Regions from separate parts of the Mus musculus genome. Here regions 1, 2 and 3 are each linked to region 4. The links are chromatin contacts, called in public promoter capture Hi-C maps. All regions are on one chromosome and are shown on one strand. Each heading gives the region's core, a stretch centred on a gene start, on an enhancer-like site or on the middle of the called end of the contact. The rest is flanking DNA. Distances are from core to core; before and after follow the strand shown.

Evidence for each region. Promoter capture Hi-C pulls out the DNA fragments that hold promoters and counts their contacts.
Region 1: a contact with region 4 is called in a promoter capture Hi-C map of hippocampal neurons, with 2.8 times the contacts expected there. The contact joins the enhancer-like site here to the promoter of AY512915 in region 4. A contact is called at or near these places in 5 of 39 promoter capture datasets (the C10 cell line, cranial neural crest, hippocampal neurons and 1 more).
Region 2: a promoter capture Hi-C map of hippocampal neurons shows a contact between it and region 4, with 5 times the contacts expected there. The contact joins the promoter of Arl6ip5 here to the promoter of AY512915 in region 4. A contact is called at or near these places in 2 of 39 promoter capture datasets (the HPC-7 cell line and hippocampal neurons).
Region 3: a promoter capture Hi-C map of hippocampal neurons shows a contact between it and region 4, with 7 times the contacts expected there. The contact joins the promoter of Tmf1 here to the promoter of AY512915 in region 4. A contact is called at or near these places in 2 of 39 promoter capture datasets (cranial neural crest and hippocampal neurons) and 1 of 115 datasets of contacts at active chromatin or transcription factors (astrocytes).

Annotation. Positions count from the first base shown.
Region 1 is chr6:96,547,938-96,552,303 of GRCm38.p6, reverse strand. All of the region lies in intron 3 of Tafa1 (TAFA chemokine like family member 1), which reads right to left. Among named protein-coding and RNA genes, the nearest start is that of Gm26011, 11 kb to the left of the region's middle. Within about 2 kb of position 1,768, at least 4 of the 459 cell types and tissues checked have an H3K27ac peak or open chromatin away from gene starts, as enhancers often do. A contact at or near this core is called in hippocampal neurons, where this site is marked.
Region 2 is chr6:97,208,101-97,212,831 of GRCm38.p6, reverse strand. It overlaps Arl6ip5 (ADP-ribosylation factor-like 6 interacting protein 5), which reads right to left and starts at 2,040. Exons shown (of 3, transcript NM_022992.2): 1 at 1,836-2,040. The coding sequence starts at 2,011.
Region 3 is chr6:97,176,255-97,180,713 of GRCm38.p6, reverse strand. Tmf1 (TATA element modulatory factor 1) reads left to right here and starts at 1,590. Exons shown (of 17, transcript NM_001081111.2): 1 at 1,590-1,832; 2 at 3,746-4,459. The coding sequence starts at 1,691.
Region 4 is chr6:95,331,243-95,335,480 of GRCm38.p6, reverse strand. AY512915 (cDNA sequence AY512915) reads left to right here and starts at 1,488. Exons shown (of 4, transcript NR_033559.1): 1 at 1,488-1,608.

The DNA of each region.
Region 1 (4,366 bases), core at 519-3,018, 1.2 Mb before region 4:
GGAGAGGAGAGGAGAGGAGAGGAGAGGAGAGGAGAAGAGAGGAGAAGAGAGGAGAAGAGAGGAGAGGAGAGGAAGCCACAGTAGGGAGAGCTAGAACATGAGCACATGGCCAGAGATACAGCAAACAGTTGGGGGTCACTGCTGGAAAGGTAGCCAGGTCAGCAGTTACAAGAGTAGATTAAGGGTTACCCCGATGATTGTCAAAGTCAAATAAAATGACTGTAAGTTTCATTCATTTGTTAGCTACTTAGGAATAAGTTTAAATTGATTATACTATAATTCTTGAGTCAGTCTCTCTCTCTCTCTCTCTCTCTCTCTCTCTCTCTCTCTCTCTCTCTCTCTCTCTCCCTCTCCCTCTCCCTCTCCCTCTCCCTCTCCCTCTCTCCTTCTGACTCTGCCTGTCTGTCCCCTCCCCCTCATCCCCTCTCATTTTCACACGGGAATCTCACCAGGTAGCCTAGGCTAGCCTTGACTTCTTGACTTCCCAATCCTCCTTTCTCAGCTCCCTGGATATGTTCTTAGCAATCCCTTGCAAACTCTGCTGAAGCTGTCCACAGGGATCCCAGTCATGGGGAAGTAAGAAGCAAAGCAGCAGTCTCAAAAAGCAGTTGCTATGAACTGGCGTCAACAATAACAAAACACTGCCACTGAGCACAGGGAAGGGTGGATGAAGCAGTTTTCATAGGGTCTAAACTGCTCAAGAAAAGACTCAGAAAGCTCAGAAAAGGACTTCAATGTCTCTATTAACCCATAGCGGGGCTTCAACAATGGAAAACAGTGAATAGACATAGCTGATGGCTTTGGAGATCAAGGCTTAGCAATAAGGATGTTTGAAATAGCTGATCTTGAGATCAAAGATAGCAAGAAAGACATTAAGACCAATGGGAACAACTGAGGAGTGGGTGAATAGAGGGATCAAGGTGCTTAGAACCAGGTGACAGTCCAGACAAGTGCATATATGGCTAGAATAGGCAGTGTTTAAAGACAGAGACGACACATATTGGTTCTATTTCTTACAGAGAGAGTGGGACATCCTTACAGAGCTGCCCCCCTATTCTTGTTAAACGTTTCAACTGACTAGCCAGCTAACTAGCTGACAAGTGGCACATGTTTTGAAGTTACTGACTGTTCCTTTACCACCACAGCTGCGCCTGTGCTCTGCATTTACAGTGGAGTCCTATTGGTTGAGAATGCCTGTCAGTGGTTCTCCTTCCAAGCAATGTGTGAAGAATTCATTTCTCATTTCATTCCTTCCACTTTACCAAGCAATTCCCAAGATTGAAGTTCCAAGGTACCAAGGCAAGAGGTCATGAGAGCCACTGGTGTTTCTGTCAATATAGGGTAAGTGTATGGAGGTCTGTGGGGAATGGTAATGCTTCAGCCATAACAATCCCCTTGTAGGTAACTGTCATTTGAATCATGATGTTGGTGATCAACATCCCGGGAATAATGAGTATAAAGCCTTACAAATAGTTTCTTTAAAATTATCTAGCACAAATCTGGCATATTGCTGTTTGTCAAATTATTCCCATGCCAGATGCTTACAAAAAGTCTGCTGCCCATTGCCAAATGGCTTTGCTGCACATTTCCTCATTAGATAGAGTTGACATTCTTCACAGATACTCGATCAAACGGAATTAATGACCACAAGATTCATATTTGCATTCTGCACCTACCATGTCTGTTGCCACTCCACACCCCACTCACCTGCTGGTTCAGGCTCATCCTTCTTCTGTGGATATGGGATGCGCCGGAGTTGCCAAGAACAGTGCTACAGTTTGCATTTTGATCACAGGAAGAGAGTGACTGTGTGGCACCAAGAGGAGTTGCCTTTCTAATGTGCACCCTTTCTGTCATTTTTGAAATGTGCTGCATTTTCAGATTGCACACACTCTCCCATCCTAATGTAGGGCCTGTCAATCCCCAGCACAAATTGCAGAAGGGCAAAGGACTCTGCGATGGCTCCTTTGTCAAGACAGAGTGTTTGGGACACTACATCTGACCCACTCAAACCCCATCATTCTTCAAAGAACTCAAAAGCCTTGAGTCTGCTAGTGTTCAAGGTCAGCAAATGCTCTTGTCTCTGGAGATTAATCCATTTCTCTCCCAGTCTTAGTGAAATAAAGCATTGCCATAGCAGCGGGAGGAAAAAAAACCAAACACCTAGATATGTGTACTGTTTCAGATGAAAATATATCATCATTCAAACAAGGAATATGTGAGCTCGTGATTGACAGCTACAGTATTCAACATTTACAATTCCCTCTTCAGGGATATTCAGCATCGATTGAAACAGAATGCAGTGTTTAGGAACTACTCAGGGGTACTTTCAATAAAATGCTTCAAATAATGATTGTCCGAAGCTTGCTAGACACTTTGTAAATGTCAGAAACACATTAAATATGCTAAATGAGCATGTCCAATAGCCAGAAAACAACACGAGTGATTTACAATCAATTTCACACATGCCTGGGAAAGTCTCCTTGATGCAAGACAAAATGGTCCTCTTTGACCAGAGCATACTGACCCCCAAGTTTTGGTCCTGTCTTAGTATTCATGGATCTGCTCAACATAAACTGTGGGACACTTTCTTGGTGTTAAGTAGATATGTTTGGGGGGTGCTAAATAAGAGTTTCAAGTTTAAAATACCTTTTATAGTTGAGTAAGGACTAGAGAAGATGTCATGTTTCATTAACAGTAAATAGAGAAAGGTTACTATACACCTTAAAGTTAAAAGGCTTCTGGCTATATCCTTACATCCCTCGAGGACCTTCAGACCTTTACCATTCTTAGCCATTTCATCTCGCTCATGGGTTTTATTGTGCATTTGGGGAAGGAACCACCAGATCACCCATCACTCAGATGCCCTCTCTGTTAACACCATGCATATCTAGGAACACCTTGATAGTAAAACTCCACTGGGCCTGTCTTTTTACCATAAAACATATTATTCCTAAGCTTAGGCCACCAGTAGTCCTATTATATCTGTGTAGTTTTCAAAATATTTGTTTTTTTATGTACATGAGGGTTTTTCCTGTATGTATCTGAATACAATACATGCATTACAGTGCTTGGATCCCCTGGGACTGAGTTTATTTAGTTCATATATATGCTGTTGTTCATATGTATATATCTGCATATGTCTTTGGGTTGACCACTTGAGACTGGATAACCAAACACTGACCCTCTTTTTCTCAGTAACAATGACTACTTGGAACTGTTCATCTAGTGTGGTGCTCTGTGAAATTTCCCCTATTCACAATGGCATGTCAACTGGTATTGCCACTGTTTGGTCTTATTAAGGCAGCTAGACTGTTGTACTTTCCTAAGTGCAGCTTTCCTGGTACATATGAAGACACAATCTCACAGCAGGTATATTGGTCTTCACAATCTTTCTGTCCTTTCTTCTTGATGATACCTGTGCCTTACCCATACGCTCTGGACTTGGACTATAAATGTATCTATTGGGGCTGGGAACCCCATAGTAAGTTGTTCTTAGTAGCTGTGGTTTCCTGGAATGGTCCTTGTCTGCTACAAAAAGAGGCTTCTTTGATCAAGAGTGAGAGTTATACTTTTCAAATTCGATCTGGGCACAGGATGAATGCCCCCATACAAGGGCTGGCAGTTGGATGTGGTATAAGTGGACTGAGGTAGTGCAAACTGGCCAGATTGGACTGGCACACAGAATATGCAACTGACTCTAAGCTTATGGTTTGGGACAGATGCAGAGAGGACTGACCAGACTGGTCTGACACACTCAGACTGTTGCTTTAATGCAGTTAAAACATATGGGGCTTAGCATTGTTCCTGGAATGTAGGAAGGGTTACAAAATCACTATTATTATCCAGCATTGTCCTATAGCTCCACTCAAAGTAATTAATATCAGCAAGAGAATCTGAATTTCCAAATAGTGGACCTTATATTATCCATACTTGATGCTTCTTAGAAATTCACGTATTTGTCTTTTACACTACCTAGACATCTGAATTCACTTCACTCTTACTTGGTTATTCTTTTTTTTTTTTTTCAGTTCCATTTTTTGGATTAATGTGCTGTTGTCTAGGCATTTGTCTATGAGACTTCATAAACCTCAGGCTCAATGAGAGGTGGGATTCATTCCCAAGACCTTGCCCACCAACTGCCTAAGGCTGGTTACTTAATCCTAAACCTTTATCCCAGACACATCTGCTGTTTTGAGACAGACTCATATCCTCAACTCTCGGTTTAATATTTATAACTACAATTATCCTGAGTTTACTCCCTCTTCCACACCTTCCCCGAAAGGATAGCAGCTTCCTTACTACAAAGCTGCCTTTTCTTCCTTAATCCCTGTGGTAGCAGCCTTCAAGAACAAACTAGAAAGCA
Region 2 (4,731 bases), core at 791-3,290, 1.9 Mb before region 4:
CTGGAGTCTGGACATATAATGCTTTGAGTGTGAGGGGAGGGGGATTTTATTTATTTTTTCCTTGTATATTTGATTGGTCTGTGTCAAACCTTTCTATTTAAGAGAAGATAATCCACCCCATAACTAGGTAACCACCAAAGAGGAAGAAAAGAATATGAAAGTTTACAAGAGATGTAAACCCATTATTAGAGTTCTTTGGTTTTGTTTTGTTGGATTTTCAAGATAGGGTTTCTCTGTGTATCCCCAACTATACTCATACTTGCTCTGGAGACCAAGCTGGCCTTGAACTCACAGAGATTCGACTGCCTCTGCCTCCCAAATGCTGAGATCGAAGGCGTGCACCAGCAGTGCCCAGCTAGTTATTTTATTTTAAAGAAGCGACTTTGTGAAGTCTGTCCTCTGGGAAGAAGCAGAGTTTTGGGGGCAGGTTCAGGAACAACTGCCTCTGGCTTTCTTCCCCTGACTAATGGTTGCTCAGCTGCCCGTTTAGTCAGAGTCCGCTAGAGCCTGTGTCCTCTGCACACTACGCCATCCCCAGAGTTGGCAGTTCCTTCAGCCACACACAGCTAAGATCTCACATGGAGCCCACATTTGAGAACCGGTGACCACTCCGAACCACGCCTGGAAATGAGGAAGCTTGCCAGTCTCCTCCGTGCTGTGAGTTTGCTCCTTTTGAGGCTCAGCAAATGCCATGTGTCCCTGGGCCAGAATTCAAGTCTGATTCATCTTGGTGCGCTCAGAGCTTGGCGTGGGATCTGGTGCCCAGAGGTAGCTAAGTAAATAAGCCAGCTAACCTCAGGCCAACTTAAGACAGCGCCTTATCACGCACCCCTTCCTAAGAGCCCCGAGTGTGCATCTCTTCTCTCTCCTTTTTGGGATTGTTTTTTGTTTTTCTCCCTAGCAGCTTCTCTTTCTCTTTGGGTTTGTTCGGAAAGAGAAACCTTAGAAAAGGACTTCTTTTAGGGCAAGAGGGTGTTTTGTAAAACCTTCTATTTAAATTCGTATAAGAGATAATAAAATGGCGAATATAACCATTTATTTTGTTAAAAGGTGGAAGAAGCATTTTTAAAGGGTAACCTACAAGGAAAAACAGCTTCTCAGGAAACAGGTGCGGAAATGTGTACGTGTATGTGCGCCAGAATGTTCACGTATAACCTTACTTAGCACAGGAAACTTCTTAACCAGCATCGAAAAGGCCTTCAGAGATGTTTAAGACCCCAGGCTAAGGAGCAAAGCTAAAGCGACCGTGTCCGGCAACTTCTAGGGGAAAAGAAAATGTCAGGGGGCCTCGTTTCCAGAGTCACCTCACAGGGGAAGATGCGCCACCAGGAGACTCGCATCCGCCTGAGCGGAAGCTCAGTTCTATGTACAGTATAGACAGACATTAGCCGGAGAGGCCACTTAAACACAGCCCTGGGTCCACACCCTGTCACTCCAGGCTTTGCTAGGCAGCCCCAGGACAAGGTTACAACACCACCACATTTTTTCTTATTTTTAAAACACCCACTGTGCTACAAACATCTGACAGGCGAATATCTTCAGCACGGGGACGTGGGAGGGGGTAGTTCTCATTGTCCCAAGTTCTCAGCGTTTTCCTCACCTCTTCCCTCCCAGGGTCCCTGCTCAAGCCTCTAGAGCAAAAAGAGAAAGAAAGGGGACCTCAGAGAGCTGTGGCCTCGCCCTGAGAACAAGTTTCCACTGGGTGGGCCACTTCCCGAGACCCTTCCCTGAGGCAGGCGCTCCGTGTGGACCTAGTCTTGCATTTCGCGATCTTGTCCTCGTGGTCCCTACGTCCTGACCCTGGACAGGTGCTCCAGGCAGAAGACCCCACTTACCCAACAACCGAAATCATCATGGCAGCCACCACCAGGTAGTTGGTCTGGTAATAGAGCAGATTGCTCACTACACGGTTGTTCCATTTGGAAATGTCCCTGAAGTCCGGCCGGGCGAAACGATCAGAGCCCGGGAAGAAATCGTCCCAGGCACGGAGCGGGGCGAGGTTCACGTCCATGTTCCTCTGCTTCGCGAGCTTCGCCTTCGGAATCTGGAGGCGGCGGCAGCGACAACCAGCTGGATGAAAGATGACAGCGGGTCCTTCGGATTGGTTCTGCGGTTAAAGCACGGCAGGGCTCAGAAAATTGGCTGCGGGCGGGTGTGTTGGTCTGTCTGTGATTGGCTGGAAGTGGTTAGTGACTCAGAGCAGTGGGCTTTATCCAATGTTAGGACAAAAAGTAACTAGCGGAAATCCCCTACCTAAACTAAAGGTGGTGTCAGTTCTCTCTGGCAGTTTAAATACAAACCATCTCTTTTTAAACACATCGCTTGTGTGTGTTCTTTGCCCTGAAGGGAGAAAAAAAAAAAAAAAAAAAAAAAAAAAAAAAAAAAAAAAGCAGCTGTTCAGCTGTCAATATAAGTGGAATGGAATGGAAGCCGGCCTCAGTGTCACTGAAGTCCGGTATTGCTAATCTCCCCACATATGCGTGCAATTTTCATGAGTCACTTTGTGTGAAATCACACTAGAAAAAAAAAAAATGGGAGCAAGGGTTTGACTGAAGTGAACTGAAATAAAGTGATTGCCAGCTCGCCTTTTTCTTCGCCCTTCATTTCTGCTGTCCTGTGGCAAAATTACTGAACCGTTGTGCCATCGTTATAGATAGAAGATAGATAGAAGCGGATGACTTCACTTCTTCCTGAGCGAGCTCTTAGCAGCTTCAAAGCAGACAGCTGCTGGAGGTGCTCTGTGTTCCTGGGCAGAAACATGGCTTCCCAGGCCAGAAAGGTTTCTTAGTTTTATTCCAATATTAAACAAATAACATTTACCTAAGAAAACAACTTCTACAAGACCACCAAGCTACACAACCATAACACATACACAGAGAACCTAGCACAGACACACGTAGGCCCTGTGCTAGCCGCTTCAGTTTCTGTGAGCGCCTATGAGCCCTGCTTAGTTGATGCTGTGGGTTGTTTTCTTGTGGTGTCCAGGATCCCCCTGACTCCTAGGCTTCTAAGATGGCAGTGCCTAAGGTAACAGTGTTTCTAAATTTGCAACTGTTAATTTTTAACCAAACTCAAAGTGCTCTACTAAGACCACCAACTTACCCTAAAACAAAGAGTAGTAAAATATACTTGAGGCGAAGTCAGACTTAGTTGTTTAGCTGATTAGAAAGGCAGTTGAGGAAATCATTGGGGGCTTTATGAAAATGTCTTCTGCCACTGGTGTTTAGGATAGCCTGGCAATGGACTCCAGCAATTTACTTTGGAGAAAAGTAGTTCCTAAAAAATCAAAACAAAACTAATTTATTGTGAATGAATGTCTTGCCTGCATTGTGTATGTGCTGTACCCGCATGCTTTGTGCCTGCTGAGGTCAGAAGAGGGTGCCAGAGCTCTTGGAACTGGAGTTACAGATGATTCTAAGCTGCCACGTGGGAACTGGGACTTGAATCTGGGTCCTCTGAAAGGACAGCAAATGCTCTTAACCTCTGAGTCATCTCTCCAGGCCAGTGGAGGAATGTCTTAACTTCCCCCAGCCTTCCTTGATTCTTAGGTAAACCGGGGTTAGTAGAAAATCTGCCACAGAGGCTAAATGAGGGATGTTTGGGAAGTGTTTAGTATATGCAGCATTTACAGATTTTACTGTTATCAGTAATAATACAAACTGGCATGGTGAGGCAGACCTATTCCGGAGACCAAGACAGGAGAATTTTAAGTTCAGGGCTTGTAGGGATTACAAAGTGAGTTCAAGGCCAGCCGGAGCAAGTTGGTAAGATTGTGGCTCAACATAAAAAGCGAGAAGAGTGCTAGAAATAGAGTTCAGTGATCAAACTTGCCTAGCATGGAGCAGCATTGGTCCTGTGTGCAGACCCCATTATTACAAAAACAAACAAACAAACAAACAAACAAACAAACCAAATAGCTAGCAGAGTCCTTAATTTTTCTGGTTGATGTTTACAGTGTTTTAACCTGTTTTCTATACTTTTAAAATAAACACCTGCTGCTGTTGATCTCAGGTCCTGTTGTCATTGATCATTGTGGTTGCCTCTGAATAGATAAAATGGGAGAAAAATGTTGAGACTGCTTAGTACCCTGCTAGCAGGTATTCTAAGGCCTTCCTAATGCTGGTAAGGCACAGTGGGGAGTCACAAAGGGGAAATGCTTGCCTTGCTCTGTCTTCTAAGGGCCTACAGTGCAGGAAATACTCAACTCTGAGACCTTGAGGTGAGTGCTAAATAGAGCCTTGCCAGGCCTCTATTCAGTTACAGGAAATCAGAGGGCGTGGAGGAATTCCCGAAGCTTAAGGCATCAGTGTGGGTAAATAAGCCTTGGTGGGGAGAGAACACAGAGCCCAGCGCCTGTTAGAGAAATCTGTGAGCATTGACAACTTCAGTGAACTTTCTCCTTCCAACTTCTCAGAACTGCAGGAATAAAGGCTGTCAGAATGAAATAGTAGCGTGCTTATTCCTCCATCACAGGCAATCCATACTCAACACACATTAGCTGGCTATATATTTTTATTTATTTGATTAAACCTCCAAAGACAGCGCAACACAGCGGTGCAAGCAAGTTTCTATCCCCCAGCTCCTTGGCAGATAGAGGCAGGAGGATTGCAAATTCAGAACTGTTTGGATAACTTAGTGAGACTCTGTTTCAAAACAAAAAGAAAATGGGTATGGATATAGCTCCAGGGTAGGTTTTTTTCTAGTATGCACCGAGCTGTAGGTTCATCCCTC
Region 3 (4,459 bases), core at 341-2,840, 1.8 Mb before region 4:
GCAACTAACCCTCCCTCCCTCCCTCCCTCCCTCCCTCCCTCCCTCCCTCCCTCCCTCCCTTCCTTAATTAGAATAGAGTCATTGCAGATATAATACAGAGGACCCAATCTGATAAGGTAGGCATCCCTATTAGAAGAGGTGAGAGGGATGTGGGAGGAAGATTAGACAATGGAGTGCTGTACCTGTACCCAGGGAACAAAAGGATTGACTGCAGACTTGAAGCTAGGAGAAGCATGGTGCATTCTCCATGAAGATTTCAGAGGGAGGACAGCTCCAGTGAACAACTTCAGACTTCTGGCTCCAAACCACAAAAGCATTTCTGTCATTTTAAGCCATCCTGTTAGTAGTTCTGGTAGTCCTAGGGAATGTTTTGGGGGATAAAATTACATTTCCCCTTTCCCTTCCGTCCCTCTAAACTTTTTCATAGACCTCTATTGCTCTCTCTCAAATTAAGTCTCTTTTATTAACTGTTAAGTATATAAGTGTGTATACATATGCGTTCTCAAATGCATTAATTAGTACAACCCTCAGTCTGTATGATGATTTCGGGGCTGCTCATTTGGTAGTGTGTAACCTTCCCAGGGGAAGATTTACCCCATTCCTAGCTTCGGCATTCCTTAAGTACCCGTGGTTCTTTGTGTAGGGTAGGAGTCTCTTTTCACAAAGGGCTAATGCTTGAATTAAATTTAGCCTTTAAATGCTGGTAGAAAATTTTTCTTTAGCATTATTAGAACCAAACCAAACAGCTGCTGACTGGACAAGGAAGGCCATCGACTTTAAATTTTCTCCCATGACCAAGTGTGGGAAAGAGAGCATACAAGCTGTATCTTTTAGGCAGTGTGCACAGTATGTACTGATGGGTTAATATTTTATTGCTTGCCAAGTGGCTTAACCCATCCAAACCGCTGTTACAAACTGCCATAAAGTGGCTGGCTCATAGGCTACAGAAACTTGATTTTTACTGTTCTTGTGACTGGGAGGTCCAAGACGAGCACAGCTGATGAGAGCCATCTATTTCTAGTTCATGGCTGGCGTGACCTTGGTATGTTATGCTTGAGAGGGCGTAGGCACCTCTTAATAGGGCATTCATCTCTTTCCCGTGGGTGTCACAGTCATCTCGTGACCCAGAAAGTTCCTTAAAGCCCCACCTCTTAACATAGGAGTGTGCTGATGAACGCCATTCAGATGACAGAATTAGGTTGAGAGGGAGGTGGTTTCATCTGTTAATGTTCCAGGACCTGGGGACCGTGCCCATCAAGTCAGGCATAGACATCCAGGCCAGGCGAGAACTGGCCAACTACTTTTTGAGTACCAAGATTAATAAGTGTGAGGCCTAGCCGCCGGGATTATAGCGAGGCACACGCGGCTCTGGTCGCTCCCGGAGGTCTGGGCCTCGGCGCAGATCGCGTCCCTCAGTTGAGAACGGCCATGAAGCCCAGAGGCGGCTGGTAACTAAGGGCTCCGCTCCGCTCCCGGATGTGGCTTCACGCTACCGCCTCCGTCCTTCCGTCTGGGCGGAACTCGGCTCCCGGATCTGGTGGTTGTGTACGTGGAAGGGCGGCGCATGCGCGGCGGGGCCCGGCTCAGCTGTGCGGAAGGCTCGCAGCGCCGCGCGGCCGCGGGAGGCGGTGGGGCCGGGGCCGCCGCTGAGGCCGCCGGAGCCGGCCGGAGCCGGCGCTGAGGAGGGGCCATGAGCTGGTTCAATGCCTCGCAGTTGTCCAGCTTCGCCAAGCAGGCCCTGTCCCAGGCCCAGAAGTCCATCGACAGGGTCCTGGACATCCAGGAGGAGGAGCCGAGCGCCTGGGCCGAGGCCATCCCGTACGGCGAGCCGGGTAAGCGGGTCCCGGGGTGTCGCGCCTGCCTGCCTGCCTGCTGTCGGACCCCAGTCCCGCACGCCTCGGCCCCGGTGCGGGTCCTGCTGACCTCAGGTGTCAGCTCGAGCTCTGGTCCTGGCCCCAGGCCCCTGACTACAGAGTCAGGAGCACAGCCCCAGATCCCCAATTGCTAGGCGTCTTCCGCCTTGGCGCCCTAGGTCCGAGCCTTGTAAATCCCCAGTCCCGGAGCCCCGCGGGAAGCGTTTAAGGAACACAAAAGACTTTGTTTACAAAAAGTTCACCGTCTCAAAACAACCCGAGTCAGGGATGGTAGACCCCGTGTTCTACAGAGGAGCTAACCGAAACTCAGAATGCATAACTTTCTCCAGGTGAGGCACAGTCTGTACGGGGCAGAGTCCCAAGAGAATTTGTGCTCCAAGAGTTCCCAACTGTAGCCCTTTTTGCAGCACCAGATCTTTCAGATGAACTGAAATTACTCTTTCCAGGATTATTCGGTTGCTTGTGTCTTTACGTCTAAGGGAGTCTGGAGCACTTTTCGTGTGTAGCAACAGACACTGGGGCAAACCTTTGGATGAAAGTTAACTGTGGTTTCTGGTTTTAGATGTACATTGTTGAAAACTCGGGACCTAAGTTGAATCATTGATAACGTAGTTTATGTATGACTGTAGATATATCGTGATCTTATTTCATTCTCTGTGGCACCTTGCTATTGGGAAGCTCGCCTTTTTGTGGTTGGACCCCAGAGCTGGAGTTACTAAACTTAAGATCAGATGTTTCAAATAAAAAGATACTCATTATCCCCCGCCCCGGGCGAAATCTGAGACATGGATAGTGCTGTATAATTTATTTTAGAGGGCAGGTTGTCTGAAATGGAATATGCTTTCTTGAATGCTATTTTCATTGATCATCTGTTGTGTTTTAGATTACAAAACAACATGGGTCTGAAGAATAGGAATAGTTTAAGTGGATGTGTGGTTACTATAATTTTGTACCACATTTTTCAAGAGGCAAAGTTAAACCCTGGTATCCGTGAGGATGCTAATTAGCTACCTCGAAGACCTAATCTTGCCTTAAGCTTTGTTTTCTGGTTTCACACACTGAACAAATAAATGTAAAACTCTGTTCCCAGTTCAGTTTCCCCAACACTCTTCATTCCTCATAGCTGTGGAATCACGTTAAGAGGCAGATTTTATTAAAGGGCTTCTTGAGTTGTTTTTTTTTTTTTTTTCTTCCTCAGGAAGTCTGTGTACCCTTTCCATAAGCTTCTAATTGCAGAGTTTTGGTAATTTTGCTATCTTAAAAAATGTGGAAAAAATAATTTGGGGTTTAAGAGAGGGGAACTTGCAGACTGGTCATTAAGTACATAAAAGTGAATTCATTCACTAGAACTCACTGTTCTCATCAGTTTAATTATGATTTTTGAAAAAGACTGTCTCTATTATCTCAGGTTAAGTTTTGAGCATTGCTGTCTGTTTAGTTTATAATGTTACAAGAATAAAATGAGCGTGTGGCTGGATAGTGCTGTGACTGCATGTGCCTGTTAGTGAAGATTTGAACTGTCTTTGTGAGATGAGCCATGTGCCTGGGATTTCACACTGGCTGTACAGCCTTGATCACTACTTTAAGCATGTATTCCGAGGGGCTAGCATACTTGCTTTGGCCTGGCAAAACCAAGTCTGGTCTTGTACTTGTTCCTGAGACTCTCATAGGTTGGCCCACACTGGTTTTATTCTTTAACGCCCAAAGTTAACCTGGAAACTAATAAAGTGATGCTGTAAGGAAAGAGTCTAACTTTTCCGAGTTACAGGGTGCAGTTCATAAATTCCCTTTGCTCCCACTTGATGACTGATGATGATTTAAATACGAATGCTAACATTCTTTACTTAATGAACTAATTTATTTTGTCAAAGGAATAAGTCCCCCTGTGAGTGGAGGATGGGACACTTCAACCTGGGGATTGAACTCAACAAGCAGCGAACCTCAGAGTCCCCCAACAGCCTCTCAAGCAATTACAAAGCCAGTTCGAAGGACTGTAGTAGATGAATCTGAAAATTTCTTCAGTGCCTTTCTCTCTCCGTCGGATGCCCATACCATTCAGAAGAGCCCAGTGGTATCAAAACCTCCATCTAAATCCCAGCGGCCAGAGGAAGAAGTGAAAAGCAGCTTACAAGAATCGTCATCTCCTGGCCAGTCCAGAGTTTCTGAGACAGCTGAAGTGAGAGACTCCGTGTGTGTTTCTGGAGAGACTTCAGCCGTGGGCACTCCCTCACCTGTACCTGAAGACAAGCATGAAGAAACGGCAGGTGAAGAGTCTGAGGTGAAGGTGCCCACTGTGAGATTGAAGGCGTCTGAAAACGTAGTTAATGTAAACACAACAGAAGATGTATCTACCACATCCACTCAGTCTCTCACGGCAGAAACGAAGGATATGGCTTTGGAACCTAAAGAACAAAAACACGAAGACAGACAGAGCAACACACCTTCTCCTCCTGTTAGCTCCTTCTCGTCGGGCACCTCCACCACTAGTGACATTGAAGTTTTAGATCACGAGAGTGTAATCAGTGAGAGCTCGGCCAGTTCGAGGCAAGAGACTTCGGATGCAAAGTCGAGTCTTCACCTCATGC
Region 4 (4,238 bases), core at 239-2,738:
CATATTTTATTTTTCAAGCCTGGTGCCTAATAGTCGGATGGGGAGCGTTTCTACTTTTTTCCCCAGCAATTTCATAGATGAAGTGTCCCAAAGCAATCTTGCTTAACAAACTGGGGCAAGGTGTCTGCCAGCCTAGGTGTTCTAGCTAAATAGACGGTGCAGCAAGAGGCCAAAGGCCACTCAACTCAGTTTCAAGAATTTCATAAACATTTGGATTTGGGCAGGATTCCCCAAAATAAAATCTGTCACTGGAATGGAGCTTAAGACATCTGCTCACAGCATAGTGGCACCTTGAAGTTTCAGCGAAATCCTAGGAAGTGGTTGCATGGTCACGTGGTCACAGTTCTTAAAATGCCTCCAAATGTTCTTGCTGTTGGATTTCCTGTCTGTGCCCAGAAACGGGGTACCTACACCCACACATTTCTGTGCCTACTGCGCCACACCACACATCCACTTCTGCTTTCAGCCCTTGTGGAGACTGAGCAAGAAGTTTAACTGGTCTATTTTATACTAAACATAGACTCACTAATGACACAGTGTGCTAGATCAGGGGAAGAGACGAGTAGACAGCTGTGTCCAGCTTTCAACCTCAAGAGGAAATGTTGTCATCTACAAAGCTCACAATGGAGAACTAAGCAATCCCCCTTGTGAAAAAAAATTTGCAAGAATACGTCATAATATTTTAATTATGTTTATGATTTTATTTTAGATGGCATTCATAACATCCAGACACTAGCCAGCAGTAGGCCAAACCCAAGCCACTATTCTGTAAATAAAGTTTTATTGTCTCACAGCTGTGTTCATTTGTTTACATTTTCTAGTTTCTTCTCTTCCATTATAACAAGGTCAAGGAGTTTTGTGGCCTACAGAGCCAAACACATTTGTTATTTGGCCCGCCTAGAAAAGTTTACAGCCCTCTGAGCTGGAGCACAGGGACTGAGTGGAGACTGAGTAGATCAGCTCTGTGTCTTCTCAAGGTCAGTGAGACTGACCAGCACTCAGAGCTCTGATCAAGAAATTCCAGCATGTCACATGGGAAACCAAGGAGCTCGGTACGACTTTCAGACATAATTTGGCATAATTCAGGGTTTGTTTTACCTGGAAGCAATAGTATGGGGCTTGGAGTGTAAGGCACTATTTTAACGGGGAGCAGGATGAAAATAATTTAGTAGCCTGCAGCCTCTGCGATGTGTGGAAGTTGAACTAGCACATAAGCCCATATCCCAGGCTCTGCATAGGTCCCTGCGGTTCTTAAAACAGCATGTCATCTTGTCTGTCCACCTGTAAGCTGTAAGCTACAAAAGGCTTCCTCTCTCTCACCCACCAGGGACCTCCTCTACCACAGCTACCTGTTGTGAATTTGGCTTCCACGTGAGTGGACACAGATGATTCCAATGAAGAACTGCCCCCAGACTGGTGCTGCAGGTGGGAGCTTCAAGGGAACACAGGAAGCTTCTATTTAACATTGCTGGGAAGGGCTTGATTTCACATTAGCTCCTGAGCAACTTGGAGAGGCTGGACCCTGGGGTATGTCTACGAAGGAGAAACCATGCAGCGTCCTTCTACCCTGTCAGGCCTGGAACTGTGAATGGACTGAAGACCAGTGGGGTGAGGAGAGACAGGAGAAGCTGGGATTTGGGGGTGGATAGACACAGGTAGAAAGAATCCTGGCCTGTTGGTTTACTGGTATGATCTCTGGGGCTTATGTATCTTAGTTGGAACTCTTGTGTTTTTCTTCAAGCTATTCTACTATCTCTGGCAGGCATTTGAATACTTCTGTCCCACTGAGTTGGATTTACAGCTCTACAAGGGTCATCTCTACAGCTAGGTTGTTGGGCCAATTCTTGAAAAGCCCCCTAGATCATAGGCCTTTGAGCTGTGTGCTTCTGTTGACCCCTGCAACAGTAGAACATGACTTTGCCTTATTCTGAACTGTTTGCTAAAAGGAACAATTTGGGGCATGGTGTTTTTGGATTTACCCAGAACACCAAACCTGAGAAAGATTGAGAATACTCCCAAGGACATATGTGTATTTTGCATAAAAAAGGAAGTCTTCCAAACAGCATGGCCCAAACCTCCAGATGTATTTCTGTGCACATAACTCAAGCTCCCTGCAGATATCAATAACCAATCATCGTATTCCTGTCTGCTAAGCCTGGACAAGTCTCATGATCATTCTGAATGCTTTCTGTCGACACTACCAGGAAGTAAAACACAAGCTTAAATGGATTTATGACTTCCAAAGGCAAGTAGTACTTTTGAGGAGAAAACAGATCATGAATAATAATAGCTGACATGTATTGAGTTTTATTATGTGCCAGACATTGTTCTGGTTGACACGATGTCACTTCAAATATGCCACATAAATACAGGCTTTGTTTCAATTATTGTTCTCCTACCAGTGTTCACAAGAGTCTCTGGTGCATGGTGGTTGCTTAAAAATACTTACTTGAATTTTAAGTTCTACAACCAGCCATTAAACATATATTCTGAATGAAGAAATGGTGGCCCAGAGAACTCCAAATTGCCTAGGCTAGTGAAGGCTGGACCCATGGCTTCCTACCACATCCTGTTTCTCTTATGCGTCTAACCTTTTTGCCCCACTGTTTCCCATGGTAATGGTTCTTAGTTCCAAATGGTCCTTAGTCCCAGGACATTGATTGTTCAGTCTCCTGGTCCTCTTTAGTGTTCCTTTCTCAGTTCAGAATGCCATCTTTATATAAGAAAAAAAATGCTAGAATTGAAATCCAAATGCCTGTGGGTTTGATCAGAAGTTGCGGCGAAAGAGCAGTCCAGGTGGCACAGGGTAGGGGGCTGGAGAGATCATTTGTCCCAGCAGCTGGTCCTCAGTTACAGCAACTGCAGCTGTGGCTGATTCAAGCCAATATTGCCAGCTCCTCTCATTTTTCAAGGGAAGTAGGGTATCTGGATTTCGTTTGAAAGTACTTCCATGAAACAGCTCATGCTTAAAATACTGACAAGCAAGGGAAGTTAAAACAAAACAAACAGAAAACATTGGGCACCAAATAGAGTAGCTGTGTGGGGGTCAGTCTGTCCCGTTGATCTGTCCTGAGCTACCTGTGGAAGATGATAAAGAAATGAGAGCAGGTCAAAGCGGCTTTGGATAATTGGTCCTGTAGTCCTAGGCAGAGGAGAAGCATAGGGGACAGGTTGTAACTGTTTACTGTCTTAAAGGCTTCTGGGACTTAGAACTTCAGCTATGACACTTGGCACAGTACTTAATATTTCCCACCTCACACACACACACACATATACATACATACATATATATATGTGTATATATATATGTATATATATATATATATATATATATATATACACACCCTTGAGTTTGCCTGCAGATTGTGTGGATAGGTGTCTTACTTGGCCAGTATTAAGTAGATCCCGATCAGTTCTTCGCTTGTTTTTCTTTAGCTACACACACAAACTGTCAACAGCAATGACTAGCCACCGATATTTGTTGTTCTCACAGGCCTGCATGGTTTCATCTCTTATAAACAAGAAACACAATAGACAGAGTTGGTTCACAATTACAGAAGACTATTCAGATAGGAAAAAAACCAAGACAACCGAACGAAAAACTGGGGCTGTCATTGGAGGACACAGTATCGTGGCTTAGGCTTGTTATTCTTGGCAGACAGAGGTTCTTGATTTCCACTTGGCCCTCACCAACTCATCCGTAATTACAAAACACCCCACACCTATCGAGGGCCAAATAAATAATGTAACTGTGTCCTAATCAGCGTGTACATCTCTAAATTCTCACTCAACAACTACCTAGTTCTGGGCTGTGGCTACTCCAAGCCTAGCTGTGGCCGGTCCTAGGTCAAAGCTACATGCTTTGTGTGCTCCAGAGAAACCAGTTACAATGAAGTAGATTTGAAAAATCATTAGTAGGAGGGAGAATTTCTGATGGCTGGGTCTGTGTGCACCTCTCAAATGGCAGTTCTGTGTGGAGCGGGCTGTTGGCATTTGCTGCCAGGTTGTGTATTTGACAGCTGGGATGTCTTTTTCCACTGGTCTGACCACTGCCATAAAACCAATTAGAGTCTCAGGCAATTCATGTTATTTTCCTCAAGGGCTCCTGGCAAGGCTTCTATCGTGTAACACTTCCACGTGAAATCTGTGACCTTTGGAAATACATGCCCAAGAGCAGCAAACGAGCTTGGCTGTGCATCTACTGTGCTTCATTAAATTACGAAGAATATGAAAATAAA